Regions from separate parts of the Sus scrofa genome. Here region 1 is linked to region 2. A link is a contact called in public Hi-C data. All regions are on one chromosome and are shown on one strand. The core of a region is the stretch at or near the end of the contact, and the rest is flanking DNA. Distances in the headings are between cores, read along the strand shown. Region 1 overlaps TNFSF4 (TNF superfamily member 4). Region 2 holds the start of TNFSF18 (tumor necrosis factor ligand superfamily member 18).

What was found. A called contact is a pair of places that touch in the nucleus more often than the background predicts.
Region 1: a contact with region 2 is called in a Hi-C map of liver, with 4 times the contacts expected there. The contact joins the enhancer-like site here to the promoter of TNFSF18 in region 2. A contact is called at or near these places in 5 of 47 Hi-C or Micro-C datasets (liver, retroperitoneal adipose tissue and skeletal muscle) and 1 of 2 datasets of contacts at active chromatin or transcription factors (alveolar macrophages).

The regions. Positions count from the first base shown.
Region 1 is chr9:115,554,740-115,561,979 of Sscrofa11.1, reverse strand. TNFSF4 (TNF superfamily member 4) reads left to right here. Exons shown (of 3, transcript NM_001025217.1): 2 at 6,722-6,770. Among named protein-coding and RNA genes, the nearest start is that of TNFSF4, 14 kb to the left of the region's middle. Within about 2 kb of position 5,214, at least 16 of the 83 cell types and tissues checked have an H3K27ac peak or open chromatin away from gene starts, as enhancers often do. A contact at or near this core is called in alveolar macrophages, liver, retroperitoneal adipose tissue and 1 more, where this site is marked.
Region 2 is chr9:115,459,394-115,466,023 of Sscrofa11.1, reverse strand. TNFSF18 (tumor necrosis factor ligand superfamily member 18) reads left to right here and starts at 5,375. Exons shown (of 3, transcript XM_005667782.3): 1 at 5,375-6,347. The coding sequence starts at 6,135.

The DNA.
Region 1 (7,240 bases), core at 3,965-6,464, 96 kb before region 2:
TGGGTTGTGCAGTAGAGAGGAGAGTAAAAGCTGAAAGATATTACAGCAAGAAGGTGCTGAAAGCCATGGTGAAGGGTGGAGATGGAGAAAGAGAAGGACTTGAATGACAGTTAAAATTGCTTTTCTTTGTGTTCATTAAATCTCAATAGACTCTACTCAACAAGTGTTTCAAAATCACACATCTTCATCCCTAAAAAATGTAACTTTTGGATTAAAGTTTTCTGAAAAAGAAAGACTCTTTGGTCAAAGAATTAGTTTTTACCCATTCTTCCTCTTCTTTTCTCTAAACTTCTCCAGGCCCTTCCTTTTGTAAGGGAGTTTCCATTGAATACACACTAAATCCACCAGATAAGAGTTGACCTTCCCAGCCCATTGTAATGGGTTAATATGGAAATTCCATCATCTTCTTCAGAGGCTCCTTGAGATACTCCTGAGAGCTTATGAGGATGTGCTTTCATGATCATTCAGGTCTCCTCTGAGTGACATGAAGCACGAGATTGGGGGAGGAGTGGTTCACATACCAGTGGAGGTTGCGTGGTGAACCGGGGAGTCCCCATCACAGATCTGTTTCCCCACCATCCTCCACTGACTCACATCCCATCTCACTCCCACCTAGGATCTTGACTAATACCAAGTGAGGAAGGGCAAGGCCCGCATAGTGAATGCAGAGCCCACTTCCTGTTTTCATATTTGATGAGTATCACTCGCTCCTGCCACAGATACATCCCCCTCCAGGATAAATGCCACATGAGTATCAGATTGGGAGCTTCATGCCACATCCCAGTGAGTCGGAATTAGAAACTCACACATTCCAAAGATAACCTCTTGAAGCAAGCATCACCTTTTGGAGGACATGGTACAGGCTGCTGGATAAATGCTAGATATCAGACATTTTCCATCTGTGTTTTCAGATCAGTGCTCCAGGTCCTGAGGGAAGCCAGGAAAAGACATAATTCTGACTCTTCTTTGCATTACCTGCTTGCTACTTATTTGTACTTGCTCTGCTGCCCCTTATCAGGACAGTTGCATCTAATCAAAGCTCATTTAATGGCTTTGCCAACCTGTACTCCACAAATAACCTTGTAGGGTTGGCTAAGGAGCTCTTTCCTGGAGAATGTCTAGCTATTTTGAGATATAGCTGATTATTTTGTCAACCATCTAGTCTAATGTTTCACTCTTATTATGTATTGACCATTAAAATAATCAGATTAATCTTGGATTCTCAGACAAATTCTTTCATGGGGGATTTTTACTCTTAAGATAGGGCAGGGTAAAGAGAATGGATGTTATCATGAACTTGGGATTCAATCAAACTCAAATTAATACCTGTTTATTCCTGAGCAAGTTCTTAACAGATTTAGTTTTCCTGTCCATAAAATACGGGTAATTAATTTTTGTACTTAGTAGCATTGTTTTTAATAGCAAAAAAGGTAATTAATTTGAGAAAGAGTAATGCAGTGCTTGGCATGTTATAAGTTCTCAATAAGTCGTTATTTTTATTTTTTGAATATACCAAGAATGGACTCATTTCTAGACCTTCCTTCCTTAAAATGCCTTTGGATTATCTGGATCCTCTTTCAATGCCTAAGCTGAAGTCTCCTCTTTGGGCTGCCAAAGCCTACAATAATTATTCTGTTCTCTGGAACCTTATGATGTACATTGCCTTTTGACATTTACCAAAGGTTTTAGGTAGAAGAATTATTTCCTCAGTTGGCATACACGTTTGTCAAAAAATAAGGATCGTGTGTTCTGTCCCTTTGTGTTCTTAGAGTTGAATGTAATGTCTGCCACATAGCATTCAATAATTATTGAAGCTGTTGCAAATCACCAAATAATATGACAATCATATAACTTCAGTCCATTACTGAATAATACTTACTGTAGCACAGACAGTCCTTGAGCATCAGCTTTGGAACAGGCCAAGGGCACGGTTGAAGATACTTCTTTCTGGATTTAGGCTTTTAGGAGTTCTCAGTTTAATGTAGTAATAATCAAATCCTGAACCTTGGATGTTTATAAAAATGCAGGCTACTAAGTCCACCTAGATCTTTTGAATAAGAATCTTTATGAATAAGCTGGCCATCTGCACAATTTTACAAGTTTCCCAGGTGATTCTAATGCACTTTGGAGTTTGAGGACACTGGGCGAGTGGACCTTTTGTGGCATCACCAGCTGCTTTTAGATGTGACGCTCGCATTATTCAGACAGTTGGTCAAAGAGCCATATTAACTGCCCATATCAAGTACTCTGCTCTTCCTCTTTTCTTGGCTCTATTTATGACAGCCCTCAAACCGGGAGGGAAGCCTAAATTCTGGGCTCTCCCTGTGCACTTTCATGTTAAGGTCATTGTGAGATCACCACCCTGCCAATCTGCTGTGTGTGGCAACTTCTTTCCTCTCACTTGGCACCAAAGCAGGCACAAGAATGGAATATTAATAAAATCCACATGGAAGTTTCTCTTAATTTCAAATTTGAATGGGGAGAAATTTTTTTTTGTTTTTTGTTTTTGGTGTAATGAAAATTGTCCAGAGTGGAGGGCAGGAGTTGAATCTGCCCTTATGTAGGCCTCAATTTCTTCATATGTCATGATGAATTCTTTTATGCTCATGCTTCTGAGGCCATCTCATTCATGACTCAGGGCTGTACTTTGATTCTGGTATGCAGAGTTACAGGAGTTTCTATCCCACTTTGAGGATGGTACAGGCTCTTCAGACTTTCTAGATTGAAGAAGCCTTATTCTATTGCTTGTCTTTACGTGGAAGCCCTTTGGAACCTTTGATACATTCAATTTTCTTTTAGTATCTAGACTAGATATGAGGATTTTTATTTTCTTGATATAGAAAAGACCATGTTTGTACATGTGGGTAAAGGAAGTGTTTCCTGAATGTTTTCTGGTAACTTTCTTATGAAGCCAAGATCCTTTTGTATTGTTTCTCTGGGCTGCAGAAGAGCCAGAGAGCTGATATTCTAGGGATTTTGTTGGTATTCATTTTTATTTTGTAGTTCCTCATTTCTGTAGTCATGTATGTCATATATAAAGCTGAAATAGTGTTATACAGACTAAATTAAGAACATGGCATGTATTTGGTCTCCTATGGGTATCCAAGAATAATAGCTGACATTTATTAACCCCTTACAAAGTTCCAGGTCAAGCGCTAAAAATTCACATGCATTATCTCATTCAATCTTCACAACAACCCTCTGAGACACAGATTTTACTACTTCCATTTTACAGATGAAGAAACTAAAAATTAGCAAGATAATGCTATTTTCCCAAGAGCACACATCTGAGTAGTCTTGTAGAGAAGATGTGACATATATCCAATGATGGTAGAGTGAAAGTTAGTAGAGTGATTTAAAAAACTGTTTACATTAGGGTTCACTCTTGGTATTGTACATTTTGTGGATTTTAACAAATGAACAATGAGATTCCCACCGTTAGAGTTTCATTATTCTAAAAATCTTCTGCACTTCACTTGTTTATCTCTACCTCTTTCCTCACCCCTGGCAACCACTGGTCTTAAACTGTCTCTATAGTTTTGCCATTTTCATAATGTCCGTCATTGGAATCATACAGTATGTAGTCTTTTTAGATTGGCTTCTTTCATTTCATAATATGCATTTGAAGTGCTTCCATGTTTTTCCATGGTTTAAAAGCTCGTTTCTTTTTAGCATTGAATGATATTCCATTGTCTGGATGTATCACACTTTATTTATCCATTCAACTGAAAACATCTTGGATGCTTTTGCTCGTCAAGTTTTGGCAATATTAAAACCATCATAAACATCTGTTTGAATAGAGTGGTTTTTAAGTACTTGCTATGGGAAACCAAAAATCAGGGATTTGATTTAGGCCTTGTAAGTAGTGATATTTTTGATGGGTAAACAGAGATTGGGGGACATTCTTGGTGGAGAGAACCAAAGAAGAAAATATTTTTTGAATGCTTACCATGTGCCAAACAAACTGCTCAGTGCTTTCACATATGTTAACTTATTTAAGCTTTACAGTCATCTCCTGGAATGTTATTATGGCTTACTTTCACAGATATGAAAGCTAAAGCTCAGAAATGGTATATAATGTTTTCAAATTCACAAAGCTAGAGAGGTCACAATTTGAATTGAATCTGACTCCCAAGCCTATGCGCTCTCTTTTATCCTCCCAGGCTCTATTCAAGGGCAAAGAGTTTAGAGGAAATGACTGGCTGGAGCATAAGACACAGAAAGGATAAGTATAATAATAATGCTTGACAAGGAGGTTGGCACCAGGCCATGGAAGGCCTTGAATTGGGTACTGTGGGGGTGTTTCTGGGCAGTGGGGTGGTCAGCATGAGGTAATCAAGTATGGGGGATGCAGGGGAAACTTGTGGAGGGACATGGAGCAAGAAGAAGAACGACCTTATTTCACAACATTGCCTAGACTTGGTCGTGCTGATGCTAGTGAAAAACTTCTGAGGAAGAGGCCAATTTCTAATACTGGATAATATTCAGGAGAAGGAAGGAAGCCTGAGCCTGGAGTTGCAGTGCTTCTAACCTGAGAGGGGAGTTGTGTGTATTCCTTGCCGCCTCTCAGCATCTTGGTCTTACAATGTCCTCTTGGTCACTACCGCCCCTACTTCATCAGAGTACTTTAGAACATTGGGAAATTTCTTTGATTTGCAGGAACCTTTTGGAGATTTTGCAAAATCACTCAAATACCCAAATCATGAGGGGTTTTAGGTCAGAGAGCTTGAAGTAAATTTGGGATGAGGAGGTTTCCTGTTTTTCTCTTTATTAGAATTGACTTAGAGTTGCAACTTTAAAAATTTAAATCGTGGACAGTGCTGAAGGGATGCCTGTGATCTTTGAATAATTTTTAAAGTTGAGAAAACTGACACCTAGGGAAATTATGAAACTGGCCTAAGGTGACACTGTACTTGCCTGATTGCCATTGGAACCAGGTTCCTTCATTGCTGAGCCCTATGCTCTTTGTGTGAAAAGACTGTTTCTGATTTTAGTAAGGTGGCCTTTCAGGCTGGGACCAACCTGAGGGGCATTCATTTACCCAGGGGATTATGATGATTGGGTAATATGCCTTTTGAGAGGCCTTCTTCCAGAACGTTGCTGTAAGCACAAAGAACAGGAATCCACCCTCACAAAAGGTCACAGGAGAGACAGCCAAAGACTGTCAAGTCTTCCCAAGTCAGCACCTCTCCATGTGCTCACCACTGACTAATATCATTCCTGGGCCTGGCCGCTGGCAGGGCTCAGAAAGGCTATCCCTTCTTCCTGCACTGCCTGTTGGTTTCAGTTGCTTTGAGGCTTATGATTTTACTTAAAGGGAAGTAGGGGATTCTTCATCTGTGTGGGCAGGCCCCAGTGGAATCCGTTTGCTGCTGCAAGTGTGCCAGGAAAGTGGGAAGCAGGGATTCCCGCCCCCCGAGTATGAAAACAAATCCTTCCCCACACCTTTGATCTGGACATCTTGCCAAAAATAACCTGGTGGGAGGAGCGGGTGTTCTTGGCAGGCACAATAGGTGGTAGGTTTTTGTTTTTGTTTTTCTGTTTCCTTTTTCAGTATGTAATACAAAATTTTAAAAATACAAAATAGTAGACCATGGAAAGTAAGGGTCCCTGCTACCCCTGACCCCAGACTTCCAGTTCCTTTTTCCAAAGGCAACATATATTCTTTCAGATAAATTCAATGCCTGCACAGACATTATTACTATTTTTTTTAACACAAGTGGTAATATACTTTATGCCCTTTGCTTTTGCTTTTTTCACTTAGGCTATTTTAGGCTTTGCTCCATATTGAACTTCTTTTTTTTAATACTTCAATTTTTATTATTTATTATTATTTTTAAGTGATTTTTATAGTGTTTTTTTATTTTTTCCATTATAGCTGGTTTACAGTGTTCTGTCAATTTTCTATTGTATAGCAAGGTGACCCAGTTACACATACATGTTTTCATTCTTTTTTCTCACATTATCATGCTCCCTCATAAGTGACTAGATATAGTTCCCAGTGCTACACAGCAGGATCTCATTGCTTATCAAACTTCTTTGTTTTTTTAACCACAAAATTTCCAGACATTTTATTTCTTAACTTCCTTTCTTCATTGTTTTGCCTCTTTCTTGCTTTTGAATACTCATTGGTTTAAGGTTTTTTACGTAGTTAAAAAGTAGGAAAAGACCCAACAGTAAAAAAAAGCTACACTCAAATCTATTGATCTCTGAAGGATTAGAATAGTTTTTATTGCCTTTATGCCCTGAAAGTAGGACACTGTTACTTCTGTTTCATAGGAAAAGACCCAGTAGCCAGGAAGCTCCCAGATTTTACTCTCAGTGCATTCTGGGAGTCTGTGACCATTTCAAATTAATTGGTCCTAGCTTTATCCATGAAGGATCTCTGTGACTGAATGAGTTTCTTGACAAGATGACTATTAAGTGCTGTTATCCAGAATGGGAAATTGGGGCTCAGTGAGCCAAAACAGTATACCAAGGAGGAATTTGGCAAATGAGGACAGATCTTACTTGCATGAAAGAGCAGAAGACTCCTAACTTGTCTTAAGAGATGTTACAGAAAAGCAAGGGGGCGGGAGCGGTGGGCAGGAAGGAAGGCTGGGTCTAATCTTGCTAAGCTGTTCCTTTTACAGGCTACTGTATTTCTGCTTCATAGGATATGACTCATCATTTCAACTTGTTTATTTTTTCCCCTAAAAATGTATCCTTTTTCCTCCTTTAGGTGCCATCTCAGTACCCTCCAATTCAGAGTATCAAAGTACAATTTACCAGTGAGTATTGATGAAAGTTTGATTCATATTTTTAAAAGAATCTTATCTCCAGCCTCTTAATTTCCCTCAAAACATAAGACTTCTGTCTTTCCTCAGGGTAACATTAAATCCTAGAATTGTTGGAGCTTGCATATTATTTTCATTAGGGACAAAGAAGGTGCATAAAGAAGAAAAGGGGAGTAATTATGTGCTTGTCACTGTATGTGCTCCTTTATATTCCTCCCTTAATCTTCCTAGAAACCCTTTAAGTAGGGATTATTCTCATTTTTTTAGGTAAGAAAAATTAAACTTCTTAAAAAGTATGGCTGTAAGACTTATCGTTTCCCAGTCATTCTATTATAAGACGAGATTTTACCCTAATAAGAGTTGGGGGATGTCAGTCTTTGTCTTAAAGGCAAGGTGATAATTTAATTACCAGGAGAGTACTAATTGGGTCCATGATCAATACCTGGGCATGATTAATACTCATA
Region 2 (6,630 bases), core at 4,126-6,625:
GTATATTTCTACTACATCTTCTTTATCCATTTCTCTCTTGATGGACATTTACATTGCTTCCACATCTTGGCTATTGTGTGCTGCACTTTCCCATGGATTATTAGGTTTATTCAGTCCTCACCACAACATTAGCAAGTAGCCCTTGGGAGCAGTGAACAGCACTATTTCTAATGTTTACTGCCCCCAAAGGCTACTTTCTAATGTTGTTATGAGGATTAAATAAACCTAATAATGCATGTGAATGTTTAAATACAAGGACCCGAAGAGAACAGGCTTTTAATATGTATTTTTTTCTTGTTTTTCCTCTTTATATTTTTCTATCTTCTTTTTTTATGGCTTATATTTGAAATTAACACTCAGTAGTGTTGCCATTGGAGAGGAGAGTGCCTGACAGGATCTAGGAATTTATGAGATGAGGGACCAGAGAGGATATTAGAAGCTGTGTACGTGTTGGGTGGAGAACATCCTTCTTTCAGCCAAAGAGATTTCCCTTGGGGTTGTTGGGTGATGAATGATCTGAAATAATGTTAACCTTGACTAATATTCATAGCTAATTCCTCAGGACTTTTGGTTCTTTATTTAGCAAATGGAAACTGCCTGCTACCTTTGCTGGCACCATTGCATCAAGCAGCATTCCACAGTGCTTGTGATTCAGTGTTTTTTCCACTGGCACATCAGCCTGAGATTTCCTCCTTACAGTGGAACATCCTACTGTAATCAGGGCTGGAGTCAACAAACTGGATAGATGAGTACCTTTGCCTGAACAACTCCAGATGCTTAGGCAAGTCTCACTTGGGAAATTGGGAATGTTACATGAAGTCATACAAAAAAGAAATAAGTGAAACTTGTCTTGAAATTGAAATGTATTTTCAGTGCAAGTTTGGAAGACTCCAATGTAAGAGAATGAGCAATTACCAGATGATTGATTTCTTAAGATCAGAGGTCTGTTTTACTCCTTTTGATTTCACCATTGCCAGGTAAAGTACCTGAAACACTAAGACTACATGCACATGCATTAAATATATATGTACTTATACATTGTAGGATATATAGCATATATGTTTATATATTATGCTATCAGCAAATTATCAGTATATAACATATTAATAAATTTACTTTATCAATTGATTAGCCTAGGGGAATGGGATATTAGGAGTTTTTATCTGGTCATGTCTCTTCAGATGTATTTATTGGCCTAGACATTGCCTAATTTATTTATTTATTGTTTTGTTTTTTCTCGGCTATAACCCATGGCTAAGGGTTAAATCAGAGCTGCAGCTGCTGGCCAACACCACAGCCATAGCAACACCAGATCCAAGCCGTGTCTATGACCTACACTGTGGCTCTTGGCAACACTGCAGATCAGATCCTCAAACCACTGAGTGGGACCAGGGATTGAACCTGCATCATTATGGATACTATTCAGGTTAGTTACTGCTGAGCCGCAATGGAAACTCCAACATTGCCTCCTTTATAAAACCTCCCCTTAACCCAAGTGTGGTCAGGTATTTGGTTCTCATCCTATTGTCACACTTCTCCTCACATTGCCTTGTGTATTTGTCTCTTTCTATAGTTACCCATAAAAACCAAACCTAACAACAACAAAAAAAACTCATAAGAAATTACAGACTAGCCATTTTCTATCAGTATTTAAGTTCCTTGGTTCATAGAAGGCACTTGATAATGTTTTCTAAATGGTCAAGAGGAATGATGTCCTTTTGCTGTATTTTGGAATCATTTCATATAGAAAAGCCAAAGCCTTTCCTTACTCATCCAGGTTCCCAGTGCCAACAAATCTAACTCATCCAGGTTCCCAGTGCCAACAAATCTAACCATGAACCATTAGATAAATCTAATGGTGAAGGACCAGTGCTAAAAATGGAAAATCCAGAAGAGAAAATGTCGTACAGATGTTTGTATGAACACGTGTCACAGGTGGGTGTTGAATGCAGTGAATATGCTGATTGTTGTCCACTTGTGGAGCTTGTCACATGAGGAAAACAAGTTGAATTGTAAAGGGAAAATACCTTCCCTGTCCTCTCCACCAGGGCTGCCCAAGGAAATCCAGAAAACTTGGGGGTTGTTTAGTCTCAGGAATATTAAGATCCTCTTATTTAAATTCGGTTGACTGGTGAAATGCATCATTCCTTAGTGATCCATTTGATATTGGGCAAGATATAATTTAACAGCAAATCCCTTTCATTATGGATTCTAGGGTGATATTTGATGGTTATAAATAGGAAGTGTCATGCCATATTGCACAATGACTTATTTTCAGTCCATATTCCAAGAAGAAAGTAATTCTTCTCTTCAAAAGTTGTTTAAAATGCTCCTCCCATGGTCAGGACACTGACACAGTACTGGTTAGGTAGAGAGGACCCTCCCCTCCCCCAACCAAGACAACAACAACAAGCCACCCACATAGAGGCTAGACAGAGATCTACAACCCCACATAACCTTTCTCAAAGATTGGTAGCAAGGAATGTACCCATCACAGGAAGGCTTCCTTAGAAATTTGTCAATAGACTTTTTGCTTAAAGGCTATATTTGAGTTAGTAAAACATAGACAAACAATGAAGAATTTATTAAGGGCTCCAAAAAAAATGGACCTGCCAAAAAAGCCCAGAACAAGACAGTTTGGGGTATAGAAAAGTGTCCTCAAGTCATGGAAGACAAATAGAGTTTTAATTCAAACTCGTTCCTAGACCACCCTGGTTAGAGTTACTAGTTTCTTAGAATGATCTGGAAATTAATATGTCTCAATGTATTGTTTAGAATGTGTTGTACATAGAATATGCAAATATGTAAACATGCATATCTATGTATAATAAGCTGTATATAATTCTCTTTACAGAGGAGGCATTTATTAATCTTAAGCGACTATTGTTGCCTTCATAAAATTCTAAGTTTAAAACCATATTTAAGTATCATGTCTATTTTCTATCGTATTTATGCATGTATCTCCAAGCCAAATTATTTGTCACAACAATGACTTCTCTGATATCCAGAGTAGGCAAAATTAGTTGTGTAGTGTCCCTTACTGAGTTCTGACACATCACATATTTCTGACATGACAGTGTAGACCATAAAGTATCACAAGGATAAATCATGGTAAATAGTATATAGGGAAATGCGGCAGGGAGTACAGACCTGAGTGATCCAGGATTTTGGAGGAATCTAATGCTGATCTAATGCTCTCACGGATTTTAATACACATCCCACTCTGTTTGTGCTACATATCTACTTTACATATTTCAGCATTGAGAGTGGAAAAACTGAGTTTTGAGGTCCATCACATGGGGATTCAATCCCTGTTATATCTGTATGGACAAACGATCCATCCTCTTGAATGTCGGTTTCATCATTTTTATAAAGGGAGATGTCATCTCAGAGCTGCTTGATGTTCAAATGTAATAGTGCACAAAGCACATAATTCATGCCCATGTCTTGGTGTGATTTAGTCAATAACTGAACTGTATAGCCAAGTTTCTCTATATATAATTCATTCTGAATTCAAAACAACCACTTTAAGCTGCTTAATCTGGTGTATCTTGCATGCTTTTTTTTAATCTGAAAAAAATAGGAAGAAAATATTCTTCTACATGTTTTTCTGAAATTCCTCATTTTGCAGCTTTTGAATGAGAACTACCAGATCTATTTAAAAGTATGGTGTTTTGTCATTGTTCATATTGCATTCTTTTTAAAAATCTTGAACATTTATGGATATTTACATCTCAAGTTTTACCTCTGCCTCAAGAGTCCCCTCCATTATCCTTCAAACAATCCATTTCCAACCTGTCTTCTCAACTATTTTAACTTTTCTAGATCTTTCTGCTTTCCGAGGCTCTCTCTTCTAGCATTCATTTGGGTTCATGTTATGCTATGTGCAAGGGTTTTAATCTAGCTGCATTGCAAATTCCTTGACATCTGTGCTTTTTTAAATATCTCTCAAAGCTCTTAGCATAGTACTAGGCTGCTAGACAATCTTTGACATGGATTTGCTAATTGGACTTAATTGAAAAAAATCTTATTCTGAGTATGAGACAGTGACAAGACATAAACATAAGAGCTTGGGTTTGGTGTTCATTTATTTCTTGTCACATCTTGAGCTCTCACATCTAAGATGTCAATTCTGATAGCTTACACTGGTCTCTTTTTAGTGTAAGCTATCAGACTCTCAAAAGTCTTCCCTACTGTCACTTGTCCTAAACTGAAATTTCTTCATTTCAGAACCTGGTTCATGGAAAGAAGCCTTGGAATGTATTCTTCTGATAAGCATTGTCATCTTTTTAAAGATATTTTCATAAGGTTGAAATAATTAATCAGGATATTCCAGAGCCTCATCTTGGTTAAGGGCAGAAGAAGAAGGAACTGGATTTTATTTGGAACATAGCCTTATTTAAATATTTATTGAAGTGAGTAAGCAGAGGCAATTTTACCCCAAATTTGAAGAGAAATCTGGAGAAGCAACGAATCAGAGAAGCAGAAAGGAGTCTGACTTTTCAGTGGTCAATTTTAAATTCTGTGCTGATACACATGCATTTCGGATCTGATGAAAAGGGAGAATTGTAGATACGTTGCATGACTCTTCTGGAGTCGGTTTATTATTCATCCCTACATCAAAGCATTTAGGGCAGAGCCACAAAAATAATAATTTTGTATGGAAAAATTATTCTTGTGTGGTTTGGTGACTCTTCGCTTCAGAGATACTATTTGATCAAGGTAAAATAGGGCCATGTTAAAGCTGACAACTCAGTGAGAAATATTGCTGCAGTTACAGTGGTACTAAAACAAGATGATGGGCTTAAAAAAAACTTAGGTACCCCTGGGCCCAGGTTCCCACTCCACTCTTACCCAGCTGTTAGTGGTGTGATATACCTCTCAACCTCTATTATCCTTTGCGGTCTCTTTCATAAATGGAGATGTTAAATATCAAGGCTTTTCCCTTCACATGAAATATTTGATTCTTTATAATTTTTTTTCTTTTAAATACTTTCATTTTATTTCCTTCCATTTAAATGAACTTCAGTTGAATTGTCCTCTGTGTTAAATATTAAAAAAATTTTTTTCCAGGATTTCGTAATCGACTCAGTCTTCACAACACATCTAAGAAGGGTGGAGAAGAGAGAAACACTTATGGAACACTTCTTATGAGCCAAACCTTTCATGCCTGTTTCATTCTTGAAGAAGTCTTTGAAGTTGAAATTTTTCTCCATTTTATAGCCAAGAAACAAAGAAATCAAGCAAATGCTGAAGGCCACTGAAGATAAAGGCTGGGCAGGACCAGGCTCCCCTCTCAGGTCTGTCAGATTTAAAAGTCCATGTTTTTGTCTACTATGTGGTTCTGGAACTCTGTTAAAAAAAAAAAAAGTAGGCATTCCATTTAACAAATGAAAAGGCTAAGGCATAAAGAACCAGGAGAGAGAACCGGAGATTTCCTCAATTTTAGTGTAGTAAATCAACAGTTTTAGTGCTAGGAAGTTTTTTGGAATAGAGTGTAAACTCAGATGGTAGGACAGGGTGCATGAAAATATCCTTTTCTATGATAACTTTATTTCTGTCTGATGTCAGCATTGAAATTTCAGAGTATTAAAATGGTGAGGTATGAAAAAACTAAGCTTGTTGTTATTGACATATTTTTAAAAATAAAATTCTAGTAATACATTACTGTTTTCTAGAGATTATCTCAGAATGGACACATTGTATACCCTAGCAATTGATGAAAATATTTTTCCCAAACCATGAACCCCAGCATCCTTAGCTCCCTGACCTACTGCCTCCCACAAACATGATATTTGGAGTATGATAGACCTTCATCTTGAATTTCATTCTTTTTCTTACAAAAGTAATTTTCTTATCTGGAAATAATTTGTAATGTTGAATAGTTCCATAGTTCCTCTTGCTTCAGAAAATATTTATTTTTCCTCTTAACTTCCCTTGTTGGGTTTTTTTTTTTTAAATCATCTGTGTTTGTGTTGGCTTCTAGCCCTCAGTTCCAGCACCTTTGGTCTGGTGCCAAATGTTAGTCAGCACTTAGGCTAAAAGTATCGTTTTCCAACACCCAGATCAGAAGGAAAACTCCGCCTCTTACACCCACTACTTAGTGCTATACTACAAAACTGACTAGTTGAATCATGTGCTCATTACTTCTGAATTTCTGCTTTTCACAACTCTCATTCCTGCAGAGAATGAGTTTGAGCCACATGGAGAATATGCCTTTAAGCCATTCAAGTCCTCACGCAGCACAGAGACCATCCTGGAAGCAATGGCTACTCTACTCAACAATAGTTATTTTGCTATTACTTTGCTCCTTCAGTGCACTAATCTTAACTTTTCTCCCACTCAAGGTAAGGAGACAACAGTACCTAAGGTTGCTGTTTATTGTACTCCATTTTGCTTTGGTAAGTCTAGTTATTATCAATGTCACTCAGTATTGTTAGAGCTAACTTGAAGATAGAGACATGTGGGTACAGATAATGTAAATATAATTCCAGTTTTGTCATGGCATATGGATTTTGAGGCTTATATAAATGTTTTGAAATAAAAAGTAGTAGAAAGTTCTAAGTGTTAGCAGCAGAAATGAGTTAGAGGGAATCAGTCAATTGACAGAAGCCTTTGGAGTATTTCCTT